Linked DNA regions of Mus musculus: region 1 is linked to region 2. The links are chromatin contacts, called in public promoter capture Hi-C maps. All regions are on one chromosome and are shown on one strand. Each heading gives the region's core, a stretch centred on a gene start, on an enhancer-like site or on the middle of the called end of the contact. The rest is flanking DNA. Distances are from core to core; before and after follow the strand shown.

Region 1 (4,903 bases), core at 520-3,019, 230 kb before region 2:
TGAGACCCCGCACCTTCAGGGCCTTGTCCAAAGAGTCATAGACACTCATGCCTTCCCGGACAGTCACCTGTGTGTGTGTGTGTGTAGAGATTGGGGTCTTCAGTATCCAATAGGTACCCTAGCCAATTATTCCTTCCCTCTGCAGCATTCATTCCCTAACCCTCGCCACCCTTCTGATCCCACACTACGACTATCTGGAACCCCTGCCAGTACTGCCTGAGTGACTCACCACTGTGCGTTGCTTGTTAGGCAGGTACACTTTGACAGTGCCAACTGCCCGAGATGGCTCAGCCCCACTAACAGGAGGGCCTCGTGGTGGTTCCATGTTGCCTAAGATTGTTTTCAAGATGGGCTGAGGTAGGACTGGGCAGCTGCCATAGGCCTCCTAGCAGAGGACAGAGGAGAAATTCAGAGGTCTAGTAATGACAGCCTGAAAGCAGAGTGGCAGAGGACATATAAAATTCCATCTCCAAGTTCCCACTGTTCCCTAAATCCCACTTTTTATGAACCAGCCCAATGATACTAACCCTTCTCTGCTGAGAATCTCCTATTGCTTATGTCATAGTTGAGTACCAAGATCTGAGACTCACTGCAGTGAGGAGACAGTGCACACGGTTCTGGACAGTGCAGAACACATGACTCTCTAGAGATTAATGGGGAAGCCATTATGTACTGCACTGAAAAATCACAGGTCTCAGGCACACAATGGAAATAAACAGGCTGTCTTAGCTTCAGAGAATGGGTAATCAGACACAGACAGGGGACAGGAAAATGGAGGATCATCAGACCTTGTTTTTAGATTGAAGGAAATGAAGACAGTACCAATGACCTTAAAAGGCACTGTGGGTATTCCAGAGCATAAGCTATAAGGCTAATGGTAGAATCAAAGGTACTGTCAGGTAGCTAATAGAGGTCACCAGACCCTCTAGAGTCCACAGAGGTTCGCCATACCCTAGACTAAAGAGAGATGTAATAAGAGTCACTACAGACTGTGAAAAACAGCTGGATAACAGACCACATTACACACTAAATCAAATGCAGTGGCAATGATGGCTCATCAGAAAACACTATCAAGAGGAAAGGCAAAGGAAGACAATGGTATCCAGATGAAGAAGATGGAGGTGAGGTTGGGGGAAGGGTTTCCAAAAACTGTACCTGATAACTACTGGGGGTCACAAACAGATTACTGGTGTAAACGCACTGTGAAATCATGGAAAGGGATTAGGGTGAACTAGGGATAATGAGGTAATCGTCAGACATCTTCCTAGGTGGCGTAGAATATGAAGGGCAATAAGGAACCATGGGAGAGAGCTGCATCTCCTGGACGTCGTGAGGAAACGTCATTAGACATTTTAAGGGGTTTAAGAATTCACCTTGGAATTTCGCACCCAAGCCCCAGACCCCAGACCCAATTTGGCTCCGTCCCGCCCTCCCCAAGGGCTTCAAGCTCTGTGCAGGTGCACTGCCACGCGCAGCAAGCGAAACCACCACTGCAGCCTGCAGGCCGACTCCTCCATCCACTCCCACGGTCGATGACGACGGTCTCGCCCTGGTCAAACCACTCCTTTGGTTCCGGGCGGGAGAACGCTGAGATTCAGACGGAAGCATCTTGGAGCTGAGCTTTCGGTCTGGACTTCATACCCGGGTCCCGCAGCCGCTCCAAAACCCGAACCCTACCGGGCCTGCCCTCACCTGTCACACCGCTACCACCACCACCGCCTCCATCTTGGGCTTGTCTTCTTGTTTCCTCTCAGTCCACCGCCACCGTCCCTAGGCTTTTTGCTATTGGCTCGCTGTGACTCGTCTCTCCATTCTTATTGGAGGATGATCATGCCCATCAAGACAGGGCCAGCGGAATGTGGGTCGTGTTCCGGATTAGGAGGGGTGGGCTCAAATGGCTGTCTCTAGGGCAAATTCGCCTGTCCTGATTGGCGCGCAGGCGCAGTCAGGGCGACTACTGCGTTTTAAGGACTTTAACCCTAACCGTGCTATAGAATAAAGAAGCTTGTCTTTTTTTGGTGTGCGTGTCAGAGGCACGACTCCATTTCAGTTTTGTATTTTCTGGCCATTTAAGACTGATCTGAGCAAGAGAAACCCTTAAATGCAATTTGGCCAGTAGTGTAAAGCACATTTTAAAGGACTATTCATATATCTTAATTTGATGGTCTTTAAAACAGGGTGGACTCAGACTAAATGATGTTCAGTATTTACCAGCTCTAAGAAACTGTAGTCATAACTTTTGCTAATTAGCGGATCCGTGCTGGAGGTCTGGCTCTAGGGAGGGAGGAAAGGGGTTGAGGAATTTGAAAGACAGACCACAGCTGGCTAGGTGAAGAAGGGAGTGTTGTTCTGGAATGCAATCCTGTGGCAGCCATTTGTGGACATATTTTAGGATGAATATAATTCTTAAACTGAATTTACCCAGGCATCAGAATAAGAAAAGGCACAGACACACACATGTGTATGTACCTACATTCTTTTTTTGGAGCATTTCCTTCAGAAAACTTTTATTTTCTCTGTCTATTGGAGATAGATAGATAGATAGATAGATAGATAAATCTTCCTTAAAAGCTTAGTTCTAGGGTTGTAGCTCAACAAGAGAATGAACCACAAAGCCCTGAGTTAAATTCTCAGCACCCTGCCCCTCCCCAAAGAGTATGGCAGTCTCTTGCCAGTTTTACAACCACAGAAAATTTTCCTAAAGGCCTTGAAACCATCTCTTTCAAATGTAACAACACCCCTATCTCCCTGTCTGATGCAAACTTCCTCTATGTGTCCAGCTCAAAGTTGTTCCTTCTTTCTTCTAAGATATGAGTCTTGGTTTTCCTTTGGATATAGTTAAGTAACAGATGGCCACCCTGACTACTAGATGAATTTAAGAGAAACTCTGTGTCCCAAATGGTACCGTCACGTTTTCTTACTTCAAAACGAGCTAGTAGTTATTTTGAGAACCTGTATGTAATGGGCTGAGTCTGTTGGTTCTATAAAAAGATAAGATTTCTTTCTTTAAGTTCTTTGCAAAAACAGGACAAGAAATAATTTGAAAATCAATCAATCATGAATCCAACAACATCATTTCTAAGTGTTTACTCTAGAGAAATGAAAACATATACCCACATGGTATGCTGGTAAATGTTAACAACCAGCTTTTCAAAAAGAAAACAATTGTAATTTGTAACATTTGTCAGTTGTGGTATAAAGATTCCTACAGTGGATGTTTCAAACTACCAATATGACATCACTGAACCAGAATTAAGAAAGGCCCTAAATTGGCTATGGTGAGCCAACCACAGCCCATTACATATCCACACTAAAACATGTATGCACATATTCAGATTAGCTTTATTCATATTAGGAAATGTAAAAACTAAAAACAAAAAAATACTAGAAACAGCCTTGGTATCCAACAAAAGAATAGACCATGAACTATGACAACGTCACATAATAGAACACTCAGCAATCACAACTATAGAACAGCATAGATGAATTTCCTAGACCTAAGTTTAAAAGAAGGAAAAAAAACCAGGAACTAAAGAGTAATACTATAGTTTTCATTACTATAGTTTTCAATGGAATTCTAAGCCAGGAAAAACCAGTTTATAGTGAAAGAAATCAAACTAGCTACCATTTGGGGAAAGAGTAAAGAGAATATTACTATGGTGTGGATGTGGTCTGTTCTTGTCAAAATTCATGGTGGAATTTTGGTAGCCAGTGCATGGATACTGATAGGTGGGGCCTTTCAGGGGATTGACATCATCCGTGCAAGACTGGATTAGTTCTTGCAGCAATGGATTAGTTCCTGCTCTTCAAACTGACTTATTGGGTTCTAGGGAGACGGCTCAAGTTGGTAAAGTAAGTGTTTCAGGTACTTTCCACATAAAAATAAACCAAGTGTGGTGATCTGTGTTTGTAATGCCAGTGAGAGGAGGAAACAGCAAGATCCCTGAGACTGGCTGCCAGCAAGTCTAGCTGAGTCAATGAGCTCCAGGCCAATGAAGAGGCTCTGTCTCAACAATCAAGGTGAATGAAATCTAGCAAGATGGTTCAGTGGTTAAAGGTGCTTGTGTTGCAGACCAGCTAACCTGAGTTTGATCCCTGGAACCCACAAAAAGGCAAAAGGAAAAATTGACTCCACAAAATTGTCTTTTAACCTCCACATATATACTATAGCACTTGTGTACCCCATTGTGCATGTACAAAATAATAATATTAGTAATAATAGTAAACAAAGTTGATGGCACCTGAAGGATACTGGAAATTGATCCCTTGGTTTTATATACATGTACATATATGTACAGGTGTCATGAATTCACATATATAAAAGATAACGGTGGATGCTGATATATGTACTTGTGTGGATATATGCACATGTGCATGCAAGTTCATGTGCATGTATGTGTGGAAGCCAAAGATTGGCCTAGGTTGCCTCTTTTTTTTTGATATGCCCCTGTTTCTTATATATTTTCTTAATTTTATTTTTAATTATTTTTTTACACTCCATATTCCATTACCCGCCCCACTCCATCCACCCTCCGACTGTTCCACACCCCACACCTCCTCCCCACCCCACCCTTGTCTCCACTTGGATGCCCCAACCCCACCATCACCACCACCTTACCTCTAAACTCCCTGGGGCAGTCTCTCGAGGGTTAGGTGTATCATCTCTGAATGAACACAGACCTGGAAGTCCTCTACTGTATGTGTGTTGAGGGCCTCATATCAGCTGGTGTATGCCTCTTTCAACTCATCTCCACTGTATTTTTTGGAGAGTGTCTGTCATTAAATCTGAAAGTCACCCTTTTTGCTAGACTGGCTGGCCAGTGACCTCCAGGGATCTGCCTATTTATACCTTCTCAGCACTGGGGTCACAGACATACGCTGCTGCTGGCTTTTATCTTCAGGT
Region 2 (5,102 bases), core at 1,330-3,829:
TTGCTGTGTTGTTTCTCCTGCCTAGAGCGCCCTTCATCCTAAACCAGTGCTCACACTGGGAGGGGAGGGAGGGGATAACTCACCGTCTTTCATACTCCATGTCCTGATAGGAGTTTTAGGGGCTGCTGGGGCCCCTCCTCAGTAGCTGGCTCCTTTCACTTCTCAGCCACCCCTGTTGCTGCCAGCATGATCTGCCCGTCTGGGTGATACCTCCTGCAGAGACTCTACAGAGAATGGAAGGAAGAAAGGGGTCAAGGCAGTTGGAGCAGAGAGGGCCTCCTTGAGGAGACAGTCATTGTCAAGATTCCCTACTGTCCTATAACCCAAGGACATTGTTTTCCATTTCCTCGTGCTTCCGTGCAACAGTTCAGGAAGACAACCCCTACTTGGCTCTCTCTCCTTTTCTTCCCCCATATTCCACTACCCTAGAAAATAGCAAAGCCCTCATCAAACAAAGATATCTCATAAAGATTTGGTGGGGCCACAGGCTATTTATGACCAAGGTTTTGCATTCTTAGACTGGTAGACAAATGTAAGCCCATGGCTGGTTGCTGGGAAGGGAAGGGCAAGTGCTAAATGATTTGCCTAGATTAGGCACATTAGTCACAAAAATAAGACTTTTACAATAATTGGATGGGGTATAGTTGAGGGTAGAACACTTGCCCAGCACATTCAAGGCCCTGAGGTCCCATCACAAAAACTAGCAAAACTCCAAAAGACAATACAGTAGCAAAAGACTTCACAACAGAAGGAATCTCAGACTCCTTTCCATGGGTCAGGGTATTATTTCAACCTCCCAACAAGATGCCAACTATACCCCCAACAAGGCAGTCAGAAACCCTGAAAGGCTTTTGGAGGGGGGAGGCGGCTAACATGGCAACAAGACAGCTGCCACCTCCCTGGGCTTTTTGGCCAACACAGCTCTGATCCTCAACACAGCAAGTAGTTCCGCCCTAATGTGCAGCCAGGTCCCCAGGTGAATCTCTCCCCAGGGAGCTTAGGCTAAGCTTTCCAGAGGCAAAAGGGGCCTCTTTCCCAAGTGGTTCCAAAACATCTTGTTCTACTGAGTGACAGGGACAGCTACTTCATCCAACTTTTGGGACTGCCTTGAGAAGTACAAGATCTGAGAGTGTCATGACCCAACCAGAGATCAAAATTACCCCTGAATCTTTAGCTGCCACCCATTTGTACAGGAACCAAGTAAAGCTAGGCGGGTATAGTACTTGCCCAACGGTAGGTTGCCACAACACCTTTTCTCTTAAGTACCTATTTTCTCTTCCAACTCAAGGATCAGTTAACTTCCCCCAGATGGGGAAAAGAATCACAGGCAGGAACCCCAGTGGATGAGAACCTGACACAAAATGCTCAATGGCAAAAGAATGAGTCTAATTTTGTTGCATACACAGCACAGAAAAGAAACAAAGTTACAGACAAGCCCCCAAAATAGCCAAGGGCCAGGATCACAGGATACCTATAAGAGACACAATTAAACGGATTTCCCTTTGAATATATAGACCTCACTGTTACAGATACAACTCCCAAAAGAAGAAACGCCGGATATATATATTCTCTGCACCCCCTCCCCAAACTAACTAAGTTGGGGTCGATCAGTAACAAGCCTGCTTCCTGATAAGGATCAGAGGTCAGATACAGACCCCAAGGATAAAAACCATATTCACTTTCTTTCTCCGCGCTTGTCACCCTCATTCCCACCACATAAATGAATAGAGGCCGCAGCCAGAGTATTTCCCCGTGGATAGTTAAGTAACAAGGGCAGTCAGCACAACCCTCCTCTAAGAACACCCCCCGCAAAGTCGCAAACACGCGCGTTTCAAAAGATAAAAAGTTCGGTGGGCAAATACAGTAAGTCACAGTACCCCACTCCCATCTGTCTCTCCCTTCCCCCAACCCGCGTGCACCCATCCCGCGTCCCAATCGCGCACGCGCTTTTGCTTTCATAAGAAAAAAGCTGGGGTGGGGGACCATACCCCCTCTTCAGGTGCAGGCTGTGCAGGCATCCCTCAGCTCTGTGCGAACTCCGAGGGTACAGTCCGTCCCCGCGCCTCTTCTATGCACACCGGCCCTCTCCCCCTCCCACGCGCCCAGCTCCTTTACCTCCGATCCCACGACCCGCAACGGCGCTCACCTTCTCGGCCCGGGCTGTCAAGGGAGGGCTCCCAGGCATCACCTCCGCCCGCCACCACCTCCTTCAGAACTGTTAGTTCAAATGGGAGCCAATGCATGCAACTACCAAGTCCAAGACTGGGAGCAAAAAGGAGGAAAGGGGGAGGGGAGACGCGACCGACGCGTTGCCCTCCCAAGGAAACTCGGTGCCACCTCCTCCTAGCCGGCCACAGTCACCAACACAAAATGGCGACGAGAAGAGAGCCGGCGATCCGACCACCATCCACCTACTAAGGGAGCGCGCTCTGGCCGGCCTTGACGATTGGTTGCCGGTCACCATTGGCTGGCCCTGGCATTCTCTGATTGGCAAGCATATGCTACCTCCCCATTCCCTGTGAGAACGGCCCAGGAGTCCAGAAAAAAGAGTAGCTATTGGCTACCCCTAAGAGGCCCGCTCTTTAGAAGCTTGCTGTCCTTTGAAGTTGAAAGACAACTAGAAGCTCCACCTCTTTCCCTACAGGGCCATCTAGATGTCACCGCTTTCTTCTTACGAAGAAAATGAACAGACCTCTCAAAAACAACTCTCTCCCAGACTAACAGAAATGATAACGTTGATTCGGTAGCGACACGGCGTGGGAGGCAAAATAGAGTCCGCACCTCGCCGAACTCGTAAACAAACTTAGGCCGGGGATCTATTTAGCAAGGTAAGGGCGGAGCGACAAAAATCGCGCTGGGATCAACCGCAGCTGCGCACATTGTATTTCCGTCTCCCTCCCCCCCCCCGCCCCCCAGGACTCCGCAGTACAAGCTGTCATGGCGGCCCGACTGTTAAGCTTGTATGGTCGCTGCCTGTCAGCAGCGGGGGCGATGAGAGGGCTCCCGGCTGCTCGCGTTCGCTGGGAGTCCTCCAGGGCTGTAATCGCCCCATCCGGTGTGGAGAAAAAGCGGCAACGAGAACCGACCATGCAGTGGCAGGAGGACCCAGAACCCGAGGACGAAAACGTCTACGCGAAGGTGAGAGGGAGGGGGGAAAACGGGACGCTGTAGGGGCCAATCTGGACCAGGGAAACCAGTGTCAAAGCGGACATTCTCCGGCCCGAGATTTGAGCAGTGGACAAAATCTTCGAATATTCAGAAATTTTGCCTAGCTTGTTTTTCTCTTTCGTTGCCTTATTTGCAGTCAGAAATCACACTGAAAGAGGGCAGCACCCAAAGCATGTTAGAAACTTTATAATTAGGGTAATACTAAACTCTAAGGTAACACGTGCATAATGCCAGGCTGTGCTAGACACTTTGTATCTATTTACTCATCTCAATTCTAAAGTAGCGTGATTTTGAAGTAGGCACTATAACTGTTACTGAAGTAGGCACTGTAACTGTTACAGTGACATAGATGAGGATACTAAAACACAAGTTGCTAGCCCAAGATCACAGCTTGAGTAGGTCATGGAGCTGATTATTTGCATTCAGGACTGAATTCCTGTGCTTTATGGAGAGCAGAGATTCTGGAGTCAGACATCTTGGGTTGAAAATTATTCACTTGTATGACCTTGGACAAGTAATTTAATCTCTTGGTGCCTCGGTTTCTTTGTAAAGTGAGAAAAGTACTAGGAAAGCTAAGAAAAACACACCTGCTTCATATGAGTCAGAATGGTCACTGCAGCTCTTACCACTTACTTCAGAAGTACTCCAAATTAGAAGGTGTTTATTATTGCCATTTCCACTCTACTGAGGATATTGTGAGGTTTGTGTTTTTGAAAAGGCCTAGTATATTCAACATTAACATCTGATTGAAGATCTTAAATTATTATAGGGTCCTATAGAATAAGTGGACCCATAGGAAATTGCCAATATCCAAACATTTTTTTAATCTTTATAAATAGCACTTTCCAAGGATGAAACTTAACAGACAGGGTGAGCACTCCCAAACAAGTACGTGAGGCCAATTATTCATTTGGAAAGAAAGTCAAAATCTTGGATGGGGAGATGGTGATGAATTCAGTGGTGATTAGATTTGGAAGAAGAGCTTTCTAGGCCTCGAGAGCAGCAAATGTCACAGCCCTGTGGTGGGAAGGAATTTCACGTATCCTAAAAGTAGAGAAAGGATTTTAATCAGGGATAAGAGATTGGTTAGAGATTGGAGGGCGGATTAGAGACCAGGTCATGCAAGGCCAGGATATAACTTTATGGAGCAGCAAGAAGCCCTAATTGACCTCTCCTTCTCCTCAGAACCCTGACTTTCATGGTTATGATAGTGACCCTGTGGTGGACGTCTGGAATATGCGAGCTGTCTTCTTCTTTGGTTTTTCCATCGTCCTGGTCTTTGGGACCACCTTCGTGGCTTATGTGCCTGATTACAGGTATAGGGGTTTTCTAAGAAAGTTGAGTGGGAAGGGGCAGAGGCAAAGGTAGAGGTTGGAGGAGTCTCTGGCCAGAATTCTTACCCTGTACTGGTGGGGGATAGGGTGCTAAAGTTGGGAACTTCTGTCTAGTAAGGTTCCCTCACATCATAACCCACTTGTTGCTTTTAGGATGCAAGAGTGGGCCCGCCGGGAAGCTGAGAGACTTGTGAAATACCGAGAAGTCAATGGCCTTCCCATCATGGAATCCAACTACTTCGATCCCAGCAAGATCCAGTTACCAGAAGATGACTGATGGCTTACCGAGCAGGGCCTAAGAAGCATTACTCATCCGCTGCTTGTTATTTACCTGGTTCCTCAGAACACCTTATTAAAGGAATTGAAAGTATGACTGGTTACTGCTGCTTTTGTTATGGAAGAGGATATATGAGTGTGTGACAAGCTTTCAAGGGCCACTGCTGCCTTTCTTGTCTGTTGCTGTGTACCACTAAGGTTTGGTGGCTTAGTACTGTATCCCATGGCCCTGTGGATTGCATAGCAAGGATATGTGGCTCCCCTTGAATCTCAGGTGGTTGCTATTAAGTAGTAGCTAGGGCTAAAGCCATCAGAAGCACATCT

Evidence for each region. Capture Hi-C pulls out chosen DNA fragments and counts their contacts.
Region 1: a contact with region 2 is called in a promoter capture Hi-C map of adipose tissue. The contact joins the promoter of Araf here to the promoter of Ndufb11 in region 2. A contact is called at or near these places in 4 of 39 promoter capture datasets (the C10 cell line, cranial neural crest and pre-B cells), 5 of 484 Hi-C or Micro-C datasets (B cells, CD4 T cells, CD8 T cells and 2 more), 4 of 115 datasets of contacts at active chromatin or transcription factors (effector CD8 T cells, memory CD8 T cells, regulatory T cells and 1 more) and 3 of 9 other capture datasets (adipose tissue, liver and pancreatic islet).

Annotation. Positions count from the first base shown.
Region 1 is chrX:20,845,409-20,850,311 of GRCm38.p6, reverse strand. Araf (Araf proto-oncogene, serine/threonine kinase) reads right to left here and starts at 1,769. Exons shown (of 16, transcript NM_009703.2): 1 at 1,693-1,769; 2 at 230-385; 3 at 1-67. The coding sequence starts at 325.
Region 2 is chrX:20,615,096-20,620,197 of GRCm38.p6, reverse strand. Ndufb11 (NADH:ubiquinone oxidoreductase subunit B11) reads left to right here and starts at 2,579. Exons shown (of 3, transcript NM_019435.5): 1 at 2,579-3,138; 2 at 4,354-4,484; 3 at 4,656-4,872. The coding sequence starts at 2,938. The coding sequence ends at 4,779. It overlaps Rbm10 (RNA binding motif protein 10), which reads right to left and starts at 2,695. Exons shown (of 24, transcript NM_145627.3): 1 at 2,147-2,695; 2 at 84-224. The coding sequence starts at 100.